2 separate regions of the Triticum aestivum genome follow, and region 2 is linked to region 1. Evidence: chromatin contacts called from public Hi-C data. All regions are on one chromosome and are shown on one strand. The core of a region is the stretch at or near the end of the contact, and the rest is flanking DNA. Distances in the headings are between cores, read along the strand shown.

The links. Hi-C and Micro-C count contacts between places; a contact is called where the count stands out from the background.
Region 2: a contact with region 1 is called in a Hi-C map of leaf, with 5 times the contacts expected there. The contact joins the promoter of LOC123188114 here to the enhancer-like site in region 1. A contact is called at or near these places in 2 of 5 Hi-C or Micro-C datasets (both in leaf) and 1 of 1 datasets of contacts at active chromatin or transcription factors (leaf).

Annotation. Positions count from the first base shown.
Region 1 is chr2A:155,883,162-155,890,804 of IWGSC CS RefSeq v2.1, reverse strand. It overlaps LOC123188112, which reads right to left. Exons shown (of 16, transcript XM_044600151.1): 14 at 6,687-6,860; 15 at 5,521-5,643; 16 at 4,726-5,152. The coding sequence ends at 4,991. Among protein-coding and RNA genes, the nearest start is that of LOC123188112, 13 kb to the right of the region's middle. Within about 2 kb of position 4,309, at least 8 of the 8 cell types and tissues checked have an H3K27ac peak or open chromatin away from gene starts, as enhancers often do. A contact at or near this core is called in leaf, where this site is marked.
Region 2 is chr2A:156,618,670-156,626,312 of IWGSC CS RefSeq v2.1, reverse strand. It overlaps LOC123188114 (zinc finger protein ENHYDROUS), which reads right to left and starts at 6,017. Exons shown (of 4, transcript XM_044600156.1): 1 at 5,640-6,017; 2 at 5,142-5,544; 3 at 4,654-5,027; 4 at 2,597-4,427. The coding sequence starts at 5,730. The coding sequence ends at 2,803.

The DNA.
Region 1 (7,643 bases), core at 3,060-5,559:
CCGGTATTGTCCCAATCTTACCCGAAACCTTTCCGGTGTCCAAATATAGTCGTCCGATATATCGATCTTTATATCCGGGACTCCTCGTCAAGTCCGTGATCACATCCCGGACTCCGAACAACCTTCGGTGCATCAAAATATATAAACTCATAATGAAACTGTCATCGTAATGTTAAGCGTGCGGACCCTACGGGTTCGAGAACAATGTAGACATGACCGAGACACGTCTCCGGTCAATAACCAATAGCGGAACCTGGATGCTCATATTGGCTCCTACATATTCTACGAAGATCTTTATCGGTCAGACCGCATAACAACATACGTTGTTCCCTTTGTCATCGGTATGTTACTTGCCCGAGATTTGATCGTCGGTATCTCAATACCTAGTTCAATCTCGTTACCGGCAAGTCTCTTTACTCGTTCTGTAATACATCATCTTGCAACTAACTTATTAGTTGCATTGCTTGCAAGGCTTAAGTGATGTGTATTACCAAGAGGGCCCAGAGATACCTCTCCGACAATCGGAGCGACAAATCCTAATCTCGAAATACGCCAACCCAACATGTACCTTTGGAGACACCTGTAGAGCACCTTTATAATCACCCAGTTACGTTATGACGTTTAGTAGCACACAAAGTGTTCCTCCAGTAAACGGGAGTTGCATAATCTCATAGTCATAGGAACATGTATAAGTCATGAAGAAAGCAATAGCAACATACTAAACGGTTGGGTGCTAAGCTAATGGAATGGGTCATGTCAATCACATCATTCTCCTAATGATGTGATCCTGTTAATCAAATGACAACTCATGTCTATGGTTAGGAAACATAACCATCTTCGATTAACGAGCTAGTCAAGTAGAGGCATACTCGTGACACTTTGTTTGTCTATGTATTCACACAAGTATTGTGTTTCCGGTTAATACAATTCTAGCATGAATAATAAACATTTATCATGATATGAGGAAATAAATAATAACTTTATTATTGCCTCTAGGGCATATTTCCTTCAGTTGCGGCCAACTCTCTTTCTCGGCCAAGTAGAAGTGCACGGCTGCTCTGAGGATGCTTGCACTTGGTACTGCTGCAGATGTCGTTGGTGAGATGGTCAGGATGGGGGAGAGCACATGCTTGAAGACTGCTGTCAAGTTTGCTCGCGTTGTGGTGAAGGTGTTTGGACCTAAGTATCTCAGAAAACCAAATGCGAGGACACGAAGAAGTTGTTGGCTATTGGAGAGGCAAGGGGGTTTTCAGGAATGCTCGGATCAATTGATTGCATGATTGGCAATGGAAGAACCACCCCAAAGGTTTACGGGGAATGTATCAAGGTCACACCAGAGAGGCCACCATCATACTAGAAGCAGTGGCATCACATGACTTATGGATTTGGCATCTTTCTTTGGAATGTCGGGTTCTCACAACAAAATCAACGTGCTTCAACGATCTCCGGTGTTCATGGGACTTTGCAATGGGGAATCACCGTCGTGCAACTACACCATCAACGACCGAGAGTACAACATGGGATACTCGATGGTATTTATCCTCAGTGGTCGGCGTTTGTGAAGACCATATCCAAACCGCATGGCAATGAACAGAGCCACTTTACAACAATGCAGGAAGCGACTAGGAAGGATGTGGAGAGGGCATTTGGTGTGCTTTAGGCTGGTTGGGGAATTGTGCAGAGCGATGCAATGATGTGGGGATCAGATACTTTGTGGCAGCTGATGACATGTTGTGTTACTCTGCACTATATGATTGTCGAGGATGATGGTGATGTTGTAGCCCAAACACATGATCTCGAAGCACCTGGAGAACAAGTTGAAATCCCGGAAGATCAAGATGCGACTCAGCTTATGAACTTTCTGCATATGCATCAGAATCTTCGAGATCAGCAGGTACACACGCAGCTACTCAATGATCTTGTGGAGCACATGTGGACCCACAATGGCAACCAAGGAGCCAATGATTGTGTTTGACACTTAAAATAAATTTTATATAAACATTATCTATGCTTTGTATCAACATTTTCTATTTACGTGTGACATTGGCTTGTATGATCGACGTGCATGTATTTACATGGATTTGAGAGTCCGAATTTGAGATATGTGGATACCGGGACGAGAATATGATGGCCCGTCAGGATACACCCGTGGACATGTCCGGGCGTGTACACGGATGTATAGGGGCCGGATTTGTCAAGTCCGGCTGTAGATGCTCTTATAGGTAAATTAATTGTGGGAGAATGAGACTTTGTGTAACCGTGTCATTTGTAACACCTAAAGGATGAGGCAAATCTCTCTCTCATTTGGATCCATGCATGTATGTCTACTTGCACTGTTGAACGATCTGTTCTTTCTGGGTTCCAGGGTTCCAGCTCTCCACGCTCAGAGTCACACGTTCCCCATTTGCTCGTGGTCCTCTCTCTCCGCCAAAGATCTTTTCTGCTCTACCCCTCAAAAAAAAAGATCTTTTCTGCTCCTCTCTCGCCGTGCGGCACCGCCATTCCAAGGGGACGAAAGGCTTCCACCTGCGCTCCTAGATTTGTTATTAAAAGCCAACCAACGGGGAACCGAGAGTAAATCTTTGCATCAATCGCCACCCCAGACTAGAACGAAAGGCAGAAACAATTTCGCATGGCCGTGACTGTAACCGTACTACTAGTGTCTAATCGCTATTTGAAATATATACGAGTATAAACGGGAGACACCTTCCACAAAAATATAATCAGCTCCCGGACGAAAAGGAAAGGCTGGCCGCTACGGCCAAGCAGCTGGAGACAAACGAGCCATACGCAACAATTCAATCATTCACGGGGAGCCTCCTCTCCTGTCCTGGGGAAGCGAAAAGAAACCATTCGTTCGGTGGAACCCATCATCCTGCAGTCCCCGGCCCGGCCCCTTGGGTGAAAGTGAAAAGGAAGTCGTTTCCACGCAAGAGAAGCCTCAAGCAACTGATCATTGACCAACACGCACTGCCGCTGGTATCCAGCTATAACCATCCGTGGCGTGAAAAGCGAACTGTTGCACTTGCACATGAACAGCACTTGGTAATCCTTTCCTTGTGCTTCGTCCATGGTTCCACCTTAGCATCCTTGTGCGGTTAGCTCTTTCGGTTCAGTTTCACCAGGATCCGATCGTTCATCAGGATCTCGTGCGATCCGGAGATATGCAGGCGAGCTGAGCATGAATGGCAAAGTCACAGCTACACAAGGATCGGCGTCGACGTCAGGTAAGCCGGACAAGGACAACCGTCTCTAACCGAAACTCTCAACAGAAACTGCGATCAGCCAGTCAGAACAGCGAGCCGCGGTGCGAGTCCTTGCCAAGACGAGAGAACGGCCGGGTCGTTGCTCCGTGAGATCACCAGAGTACCGTAGAATCGCCGTGCAGCCACCGGCCGTCGCCTAAGATCGGCACCAGCCCGCCGCAAGACCAGACCGGCGCCGCCGTTTTCTGGGTTGTTACATTCTGGAATGTTCCACATGTGAAAGATGACTGGACGGTGTTGGGTAAACTGCTACTCGTACTTAGGCTGCTGCTAATGGACGGTGTTCATTTAGCCTAGATACCTTGAACCAACAGCACCGGCTGTCTGGTGTGCCGATGCTGATGCATCTGGTCAATGGCAACAGCACCACGGGTGTCTCCAGTGGAAGAATCTCGCGGCTACAGTCTAATGCTCCTTTTTTTTGCGGCTACAGTATAATGCAATAAGGCAGGAAGAGGTTACGATTCAAAAGTAGGAAAGACATCACGTAATCTAACCTAAGTAGACCGATAACAACGGGTAGATCAGCCAAGTGGCAAGCACAAAAGCTTTGCACCGGTGAGTGCAGTGAGAAGAAGCTTTTCTTCAGACTCATTTTAATTAATGAATTAAATAAAACTTTGTGCGGCCGGTGTGGATCAAGGCAAGAGCTAATTGACAATGGAGATGTCGGAGATCTTTCGAATGATCATGGATCTGCGATAATGACCGTCCACTTGTGCGGACCCCCCAGCCTCCCCAACAAGGTAATCTGCAACAATAAAGGATAACACAAATAACGTATACATATTCGCTAGATCCTGGAATGGCTCTGGCCGCCGGGGGCCAAGGTGATGGAGGTAGTACCAGACTGGAGAGGGACAGGGCACCATTGTGGCATTGTGTCACTTGTTGAAATGAGACGGGAATCGATGCCGCGGATTTTTTGGCAAATAATAAAATGCACTTCGGGTTCGAGAGGGGCGCCTGTATGTGTGGCCCGTGATGCTGTTGCGTGGCCGTACGACATGGAGGAGGGAGGGTAGGGTAGGGTACGGGGCAGGGCCGGGCAGGAAGAGGCCGGACCGAGTGAAGGGCCCGGATAAGAAAACAGCTCGGACGATTGGGTGTATTGGTGGGGCTGGGTCCCATCTGTCCGCGACCCTTTGCCAGAACATTTTGAATGGTTTTCGATGCGTCGCCGAGTGTAGCCAAAAGCTGACAGATGAGATATTCGTTGGGGATAGATTTTCTTTACAAGGGGATTCGTCGAGACATATGGGTCCGTACCAGTGGTGAAGGAGGCAGCCTGGCGTTGTCGGCCAGTCAATTCCTTATTTGACTAGGCCCTTCAAGTGTCCTGGGGCTTTTTGGCGAAAAATACTTTCCAGGTATGGTTTCTGTCTCCAACCCCACTCTCCAGGCACTCTTGAAATGCAACCCTCGACAACAAACGATTCATCATGGCAGACGCAGCACAAACATAAAAACAGACACGATTCGAAAAGAGCGTCCGTATATGTACAAGGCCCAGATGGCCAAACGACCATACTCTACTACTCCCTCCCGTCCATACTAAATTGTCGCTGATTTAGTACATGTATCTACAACTACTTCTAGCTTTGACGAGTTTGCTCAAAAATATTTAGCGAGTTTCAGCTGGCTAATACAGTGTAATAAGCCACATACAACAACAGATATGCTGCAAGGGAAGAAATAAAGAACGACAGGTATGCATGGCTGCCCTAAGATCTGCAGGTGCGGTATACCTCACCGCGCATCACATCAACTGGCCCATGATCATGTGCATAGCGATCCGGGCCAAGATACGCGCCAGTCTTCTCCAGGAGGGCCAAGGCCTCCTCCCTGCCGTGCTTTGAGGAGTAAAGGTTCAAGTATTCAATGTCCTACGTTACAAAAATCATCAAGAAACAAGTGTTAGCTGCTGTAAGTTTCAGACAGCTCATAGTTATCTACTAGAAATCGGTGAAAGGCTGGAAGAATTCATTTGGTTATGTAACCAATCTAGCCAAAAGTTGTGCCCTTGAAAAACAAAAGGCAAGGTGAACTGGTGAAATAGGACAAAAATGAACTACTCCGTTCCAAATATAAGATGTTTTGGATATTTCAATATGGACTACCTACCGACTGAAACGAGTGAACAAACACACTAAAATGCGTCTATATACATCCGAATCAGAAAAAAGTTAAAAAAATCTTATAATAGTGAATGGCGGGAGTAGCATTTTCAAAAAACAAAAACAGAAAGTATCACCTGCATGCCACTGAGAATGCGTTCAATCCTGAGGGACGCAACTGGTTCCTTTGACGAAGAAAACACCTCGCCAGGGTAAAACAGAACCCCGTCGCCTGGAGGAAGGCCGCGTCGGAAACAGATCTGCAGCCACACATGACACAAGTTTGAGAATAAGATTAAACATAATATACCAAGTAAACAAAAACAGTCTACATTTGAAATGCAAAATAAACATTGAAGTCGGAATAACGATGCCAGATACCTGAATTAACAGGAAATGGTATATTTAAAGCACTAAATCATGTAACAATACAGATGCTGAAAGTTCAGCTTAAGATTAAATGAAGGGAGTATAACATAAGACAATCTCAAACCAAGAATATCATCCACAGATACACTAAAATAAGAGTTACTAGATACATCTCTATTAGACTTCTAGTCTTAATTTAGTAAGAAAACTATCTTATCACTTTCTTACACATTTATACTCCCTCCGTAAAGAAATATAAGAGTGTTTAGATTACTACTTTAATGATCTAAACACTCTTATATTTCATTACAGAGGGAGTACTTGTTACTCAATAGCAAATATGCTGTATGCATATAAGTTCAACATTCAAACCCATGTACAGGTAATATTTCTTGAAAATACCGTAAAATTTTAAAATACGAGCACCAAATACAATAAATTTTAATTATTCCGAATGAAGTTCATAGATGGGAACATAAAATGGGACAGTGCTGAAGATATATGCAACTAATCACAATCATATTTCATGCAAGTCAACTACCTCCATGTCTACCAACAAAAAATGAATGTGAACTTGAAACTTCCATGAGCAAACAAGCATCCTAAATCATGTTTTCTTGCTTACAATGCAACACAAACATTTTTTTTAACCTATAACATGCCAGGCATATCTCCTTTTCATTTCTCCCAACACAAAATGAATCTAATGGAACTTTTGAAGAGATATTTGATGGGTTAGGAACAACCTCCAAAAAGTACTTGGAATTTTTGTCAATTGGTGCTTGAACAAGGGTTTGGTACTTGAACCAGGGGATTTTTCAAACTTACACCCCACATGTCACCGCGAACAAAACTAGCAGGCAAAAAATGATCACACCCTTCATAGGTTAATGTCACCTCACTGTATCAAGAGGTTTTCCAATGTATAGCATACCTCGGCACTTGGAATCATAGCCTTCTCGTAGCAGTTGGTACCCCAGTAAAGAAATCCTGTGCCACCCTCCTTCCATGCTCTCCACATCACTGCCCGATGCTGAGTTCCGCGCATCCCAAGGTGCCAATTTGGTTGAGGATCAGAAGGCCCCATACAAACATATGTCCACCACTCCTAGATACGATTAAGATGGTTTCATCAAGATAAAGGTCACGAACTTAAAAACCAGAGAGATTCATATACTTGCATATCTGAGAGAAAAAATCATAAATAATAAAACCACTCTATAAGTCTATATGAGAGAGCCATAGAAAATGCCATTGACCAAGACATTTTTTTAAGGTACTCCCTCCGTCCGGAAATACTTGTCTTAGAAATGGTTGTATCTAGACTTATTTTACTTATAGATACATCCATTTTCAACCATTTCTAAGACAAGTATTTCCGGACGGAGGGAGTAGTTGACTATGAAACTTGAGGTGGTTCGTAATTAAAACAGTAGGCTTCATGCCGATTGGTGATCAAACAGCCTAAAATACAGATGCCAATAGTACTCAACCATATCATTAAACTTGTATAGAAAGGTCTGAACCTCTGACTGCACTGGAAACACACAAGAAATTCTTCACTGCATCATTGAGAAGAGAGGGATTTGACAAAAGAACCCAACATTAGTTGAGCTATTTCAATTTTTGGCCTCAGAGCACCACCAGTGCTGCCACTTGTGAGGATGGTGCGGCCCCACCGAAGCGTCCCGAAATTGAGATTTTGGCAGTGCTACTGAAAATCCTCCATCATCTGATTTTGTCGTGTGTGCGACGGTGGGCTAGTGTTGCTGCTGTTGGGATCGAGGCAAGTGGAGGAGACAACATAAGATGACTTTGACATGGTGGTGCTTCTCGGGCAGCCGGTCTCGAGCTCCGGGGTGAAAACCTTAGGTCTGACCCTACTTGGTTA
Region 2 (7,643 bases), core at 4,768-7,267, 730 kb before region 1:
GTGATTGATGCAGGCAGTGGCAGAATGCTCATGAAATAAATTGGCAGGGCAGAGAAAACAGATTTTATGAGAAGCGGTCTGCCATCATAGGAAATTATTGTAGAACATATAGATAGTCTTCTCTCTATTTGTTGACATATCAAGGGGAAATCCTCTGCTTTGAGCCTACTGGTATTCAATGGCATGCCCAAATATGTAAATGGGAAGGTTCCCCTTTTGCATCCCACGGAGTGTAAAATCTGACTGCAGACCTCTTCCTGCACATTTATAGGAATCATGACTGATCTGTGGTAGCTTTTTTAAGCCCAGTTTGGTTGGCAAAGTGCTTCAACAAATTATTCACTTGCTCCACTTGAATTAGACTGGCAGGCAGAATTATGATTGTGTCATCTGCATACTGTATGACAGGAAATCAGGGTTGGATGTTGATTCAATTGGTGCTTGAATTAAACCTGCTCTCATAACTTTATTTAAAATTGTCTGAAGGGAATCAGCAACCAGCACAAAAATGAGTGCAGATAAAGGATCTCCTTGCCTCACTCCTCTTTTACAATGAAACTGTTTTCCAGGCACCCAATTTAGTAGCATAGAAGAGACCCCAGAAGAAAAGATCATCTTAATCCACATAATCCATCTATCTCCAAACCCTCTTGCCGTGAGTATCTCCAAGATTGTGTTGTGTTCAATCATGTCAAAAGCTTTTTCAAAATCCAGTGTCAACAATACCATAGGCTTTTTGGACTATATTCGGTCTTACTCGATTCTCTGCTTGGCAGATTGCTGCTTGTGTGAAATTCTTGATGTGGGCGTGTTCGAATAAGATTGCTATAGGATTCCCCCGCAAAAAAGAAAAAGAAAAGGAAAGATTGCTATAGGATTCCACTCACTTTTTTTCTTTCCGAGTATAAAGCATATTCTATTTAGTTGAACAGACTCCGTGGTGCAGGTTACGAGTTATCCTGTTCTCTGAAACCTGGTCCGTTGTTTTAGATATTTTTGCGCCTCTTGGTGTTACTTTCTTCTATTTAGAATAGAAAAGCGGGATGTCCTGCGTTTTCACTTTCACTCCACTGATTGGGCTGCGCGCGACATGTCAAACCAGCAAGGCTGTAGAGTTTGTACGACCTGGGTCCAGAATCTCGACACGTTCGACCCCTTGCGTTTTATCCGAGAGGAACACGACATGTTTTAATGAAAAGAACCGGTCCTGAGAGGAACAAAAGAAGACTGTAGCCTGACATGAACAACGTATGTTGCCGCCACCATCAGTTTGCCATTCCAGAAGGGTGTTAGCACGTGTCCAAGAAGGAAAGAAAAAGACCTTAGGTTGGATAGCATGTTCCTGACAAAAGATAATAACAAGAGTCCGAGGATACTTACAGTACATGTGTACTGACGTACTCCGTTCCACTCTTTACTGCCGGGATTTGATCAGCCCTAGACATGGCACTCAAAAAACTTGGTTGAAAATCTTGGTTCTGCCTGCCATGTACTACGTCTAAACACTAGTCTGACTTTTTCTGTTGTTTTTCATAAATAAATTTGCATATACGTATCTTGTAGGTAGGCTATAGAGTTGAAAGGAGGAGGAAATTTTAGGGAACATTGTGTAGACATCAAGTATGAAACTCGTCGTCAACTAGCGAAGCAGCATATTTAAAACTGCTAGTACTACTATATCTGAGGGATATATATTTTAGAGCCCGGATAAATTTTTGCCACGGCATAATTTTAACCTGCCAAACTCGTAATAACTGTATGAAATTTGCTCATTTGTATTCTGTGGACGGGAGCGACGGGGAGATGGGGGATCCGATTCGATTCTACTGGCTGGGTTCCCCCACAAGGCTAGGCGATCCCAGAGTTGAGTGCCGTCAATCTGCTAAACAGCTTTTAGCTTATCTCTCTAGGAGGTAGCTAGATCTAGGCCCCTCCTAGCCGAGCGTGCCTGCTTGCTTTCGAATCAGGAACTCGTGTGTTCGGGCATCAGAACGGAGCTGCAAATCGTACCGCTGCGACTGTACACTGTCAAATTGCACTTGCGGCCCTAAATGGAACGATCCACTGGTTCTGCACTAGAGCTTACACCAACCATTTGTCGGCATAATAAGAAAAGGAGAAAAAAAAAAGTTACCGTCAATGAGGACATCCTCCTCAGGCCGTTTCTGTTGCGACAGAAACAACTGATTTGATAACCCAACACCGGTGAAAAAACATGTAGCACGATACGCAAAAGAGACTGATGCCCCATCACATTCACCGGTGACGACATGGCCAGCAAAACGCAAAGCAAAGAAGACCGGCTTGGGGGAAAAAAACGGCGCGGTGATTCTGAAAAGCACAGAGGCTAGACTCGCCTGAGGATAGTTTGGCCGAAGTATATTGACCGATAGCAACAGGCCGAAACTAAAAAACACCTTTCACTTGCCCCTTCGCTGTCCCAGTCTCACAGCCTTTCCTTTTCCGAAGCAATCCTGCGTCGGCAATTTGGCACCACAAGCTACCACTAGCAAAGGCAACTAACCAAACCGCTCTACTTACCCCTACTGCTGCTGTTACCACCTCGTCGCATCTCGACAGGAACAGGCCACAAAGGTCACAAAGATCAAATTCTCTCTATAGTAATAGCTTTTAATTTAGACAGGAGAGGGGGGTGGGGAGACGGAAGATCTATGTACAGGTTCTGCAGCTTACATGCACGGTTCTAGCTTTCCTACCACCACCACCCAACACAACACAGCAGCTGAAAGAATGGATGAGCCAAAGCACAAAAGCCCCCTAAGGTTTACAAAAAAGAGAACCTCACAGGATCGTGCGGCCGTTGGTCTTTCTCTGTGCCTCCTCCCATGGAGAGGGCGGCTGTGCGGCAGACCCCATGTCCAGCTCTCCTCCCACCATCAATGCCGGTAGGCCACCGCTGGCCGTGGAGCCGCCCATGGTCCCTCCGATGCCAAGCCCAAGGAAGTCCAGAGTGGCAGGCTTGGGACCGAACAGTGGTGATTGCCCCATCATCAAATCTGGCAACCTTGGATTTGAACCTTCATAGGCGAGACCAAGTCCAAGGCTACCAGATACCATCGGCCCAGGCTCCATATCCATTAGCTGGTTATGATTATTGCTCCTTTGGTGCCATTGCTGTGGATTGCTATCAACGAACCTTCCCCCCTGAGGTAGCTTGGCCTGCGGTGAGTTGTCGATGTACCTTCCTTGTGGTAGCCTGGATTGTGGCAAGCCATCGATGTACATTCCTTGAGGCAACCTTCCTGGTGTCGAATAATCAGGGAACCTTCCATGAGGTAGATTGGATGGTGGCGAGTTGATGAAGAACCTTCCTTGAGTTGGATTGGATGGTTGCGAGTTATCAAAGAACCTTCCTTGAGACAGATTTGATGCTGGCGAGTTGTCGAAGAACCTTCCTTGAGGTAGCAGTTGCTGGGATGGCAGTGAGGTATCCATGAATCTCCCTTGAGATAGCTTGGATGGCATCGAGTTATTGATGTACCTGTCTTGAGGTAATCGAAATTGTGTTGAGCTGTCGATGAACCTGTCTTGAGGTAACCGGGATTGTGTCGAGCTGCTCTCGATGAACCTGTCTTGAGGTAACCGGGATTGTGTTGAGCTGCTCTCGATGAACCTGTCTTGAGGTAACCGGGATTGTGTTGAGATGCTGTCGATGAACCTGTCTTGAGGTGACCGGGACTGTGTTGAGATGCTGTCGATGAACCTGTCTTGAGGTGACCGGGATTGTGTTGAGATGCTGTCGATGAGCCTGTCTTGAGGTAACCGGGATTGCGTTGAGCTGCTCTCGATGAACCTTCCTTGGGGCTGCTGGGATTGCGTTGAGCTGCTCTCGATGAACCTTCCTTGAGGTGGCCTGGATGGGGTTGATGAGGAGGAACTTGCAAGACCAAACTCCTTCAAGAAAGATGTGCCTGCTTGCGAAGCTCCAGCCTCAGCAGCCTTCTGCAGGAGTGCAGTCGCAGATATGTGCGGTGCTGGTGGTGGAGCAAAGGTGCCGGGGTTGCTTGCATCTGTCTGTGGGAACAGAGATGATGGTGTACCGATTGCAAGGCAAAGGAAGGTGGGATCAACACCTATAAGATCACGCAGCGATCTACTCTGGGGAGTGGTGCTTGTTGTGGCTGATGCAAACAGCCCCGCAAATGTGCTAGTCGTCGTTGCTGGCGCAATGGAATTGGATGCACTGCTGACTGTGCCACAACTGGTGCTGCTGCCACCTGTACCAATGGCATCCGAGGGCGAGGGGAGGAAACAAGGAGGCATCGGGGTATCATTATCTGGCAAGTTGGAGTCTTCTAGTTCAGCGACGTCGTACTTATCGGCTTCCTGGAAGCAAACATCTTCATCTCGCTTATCCTCCTCCTCTTGCTTGATATCCACAATTGGCTCCACAACCACCACTGGCTCTGTAACATATAGGCACAGTACGGAAGAACAAGTCACTCATCATTGTTGCCTAAATGATCATAAGACTAGCTAAATTGGGAAAGAAACAAGACTCATGTATTCCTTTTCTTGTTACAGTAATAACAAATAAAGATGGATTTAGGGAGAATGACTTTGCTATAAATCTAACATAGTCTATGAATAGATAGTAAGACAAACACATTGCAAAATGCAAAAGAAGCATACCATCCAAATTTGGCACAACTGCCACCATTGGCTGCTGCTCCTGTGGCGCTGGAGATGGCGGCGTTGGAGATGGCGACGACGGAATCCGCTGCGGCTGTGGCTCCTCCATTGCTGCCTCAACGTGCTGCGGCTCATCCACCTCGGCCACGGCAGAAGTCTCATTTTCATCTTCTCCCCCCTTGTCCCCCTCATCCTCCTTTTCCTTGTGCTTATCCACATTCTCCTCTTCTTTCTCCTTGTCCTTGTCCACATTCTCCTCAACCTCCTCCAAATCAGGTGGCCGAGGCGAAGGCGGCGCCGGAACAGCGAGCACTCTGCCGGTCTCCTCCACGAGAGCGCCACAGAAAGCGCGATGTGTCACGAAACTGTCTCTCCTGAATCAAGCCAGCACGCCGACTGATGAATGAAACAAAAGCACAAACATTTGCCCTTCAAAGGGAAGGAAAAGGGACCATCGAAATTGGGGGGAACCGAGCTGGAAGCAGTACCTGGTGAAGAGTGTGCCGCAGTCACAGCGATACTCGCGGGTGCCGCAGGTCTTGGCATGGGCCTTGAGGTCGGCCTGGACGGCGTAGCGCTTGCCGCAGCGTGGGCAGGCCCATCGCTTCTCGCCGTGCTTGCGGCAGAAGTGCTTCTTGATGCCCGTGAGGTCCCCGAGCGCGCGGGCGGGGGAGTGGTGCACGCAGCCGGGCTCCGGGCAGACGTAGACCCTCCGGCGCGGCGGCGCCGCCCCGGGGCCGCGCTGGCGCAGCCGCCACGGAAGGTTGTGGCCCCGGCGGTGGAGCTGCAGGTTCTGGTCCCTCTGGAAGCCCTTGCCGCACACCTCGCACACGAACCGGTTGGTCGCCATGAGCGTCCCCGGCGACAGCGCGATCACCTCCGCGTCCGGATCTGCACAAGCACACGGAAACCGACCACCATCAGACCAAGAAAGCTCGCGCGAGCCGTACCAACCACCCCGCAAAACCCGAAGCGCGCGCTCTCGCCTGGCGTCCCGGGGAGGTTCCTCTTCTTCTTGGGCGGCGCCGGCGTCGCGGCCGCCTCCGGCTGCTCCGGCTCCGTCGGATTGGGCGGCATCCCCGGTCGATCTGGCGCCGCGGCCGCCGCTCCGCTCAGCTCACAGCCCTCCAGCTGCTCCTTATCGGCGCGCAGACCCGCGTCAGCGAACGGAGCGCGCGGCGGCGGCGGAGGCGGTGGACGGAGGATTTTTTTTTTCTCTCCCTCTCTCCTCCTTTCTTCGCTTCTTCTCTCGCTGGCTGGCTGGCTTGGCTTGTCTTGCTTTCGATTGGGGGTTGGGGGTGTGGGGAGATGGATGGGAGTCAGAGCGGCCGCGGCATCGGGATGAGGCGTTGGCGTTGGCGTTGGCGTTGCGGTGCTCGCTCGGGTGGGGTGGGGTGGGGTGGTGTGTACCGCGCGGTGGTGCCAATCCGGCACGTTGGCTTTTGGGTGCGGGGTGGGTAGCGTCCCCTCGCCGCCGTCGGATTCCGCGCCGTGATTCGTGCGCACGTGGCCTCGCCCTGCCGTTTACTGCCCTGCGGGGACACCCTTTTTGGTGGCTAGCTTGCCCCCTTTTAAATCCAGCCCCACACCCCGAGAAAAATCGCCCGTGTCCAATCGCCTCCATCACTCTGCCCTCTCTCCCCTCAATTCCACGTACCCTACGTATGGTCGACCAGCTGATACCGCCGCAAGTACTGTACAAGTACCACCAGTACTAGTACAATTATGTTATACACCAATGGGATGCTGCTACCACTACTTGGTTCTACTGCAAAAATAAATACTCCCTCCGTCCGCGAATAAGTGTACTTCTAGCTTTTGTCTTAAGTCAAAGTTTTAAAACTTTGACCAACTTTATGGAAAAAAGTAGCAGCATTTATGACACTAAATTAGTATCACTAGATCTGTTTTGAAATGTATTTTCATAATATATCAATTTGATATCATATATGTTACTACTTTTTTGTATATAGTTGGTCAAAGTTTTAAAACTTTGACTTAGGACAAAAGCTAGAAGTATCGCGGACGGAGGGAGTAACTACTACTTGGTTCCTCGGAGAAATGGGATGCTTTATTGGAACGGATTTTAATCGTCAGGTGAGCGAAGCCGAAGATGTCTGCGGCCAGGACGGAAAAGGAGGGGGGGTCGTGTCGTGTCCAGCGAAGGGAAATGGAACGCGGTGGCCAGCGGTTGGATCTCCCCGGCCGGAGTCGATAAGGGCGGAAAGCGATGCTGGCCCCAGCTAAGCTAGCGCGGCTGCTCAGAGATCGCCGTTATCCACATGGCGGTGGGGGTTGTCGTGTCGCCCCGCCCCCCGCCCTCGCCTCGGGCCACGGCACGCCACGGCAGGCAGTAACGGACGCGCTCGCCCGCGCGCCACCGCCAACGGAAGCCGCCGCGCTGCGCTGCGGCCATACGTATACGCGCGACGGCGCGGGCGTACGTATTCGCGCGCAACGGACTGGAAAGAAGTCGGCGAGCGAGCGTATTGCCCCACGCTGTCGAGGCGGACTAGTCGCCCTGCGACGGGGTGACGGGGGCACGGGGCCCCTCCGCCCTCTGGGCGACTGGGGCGGATAGTAAACTCGTGAGCTAGAGCTTGTTTCTTCCAAAGGTGGACTACCAATAAAAAAGGTTCACTTTTACGTGTTGGTAGCTGTTGTTTTTCCGCCTAGGTTTCGTGCCGATGGGGGAGGATATTTTAGGTGCCGTCGCCTAGACCCACCTCCTGCGTGGTGCGTGTTGGATCTATCACCGCGTACGGAGGCCAAAGCAGGCAAGCGACGGTGACACTTGCCGGCAATGCCATGGGAATGGGTGCCGTTTTGGTGAACGTTTTATTCTTCTACTTCTTTTCGCGGGGGCAAAGTGCAGGCGTTTATCCTGAAAGTAATCTTTTCAAACCATATACGCTGATAAGTGCTCCCTCGAATATAAGAGTAGTGATCTAAACCCTCTTATATTTATTTATAGATGGAGTAGACTTTAT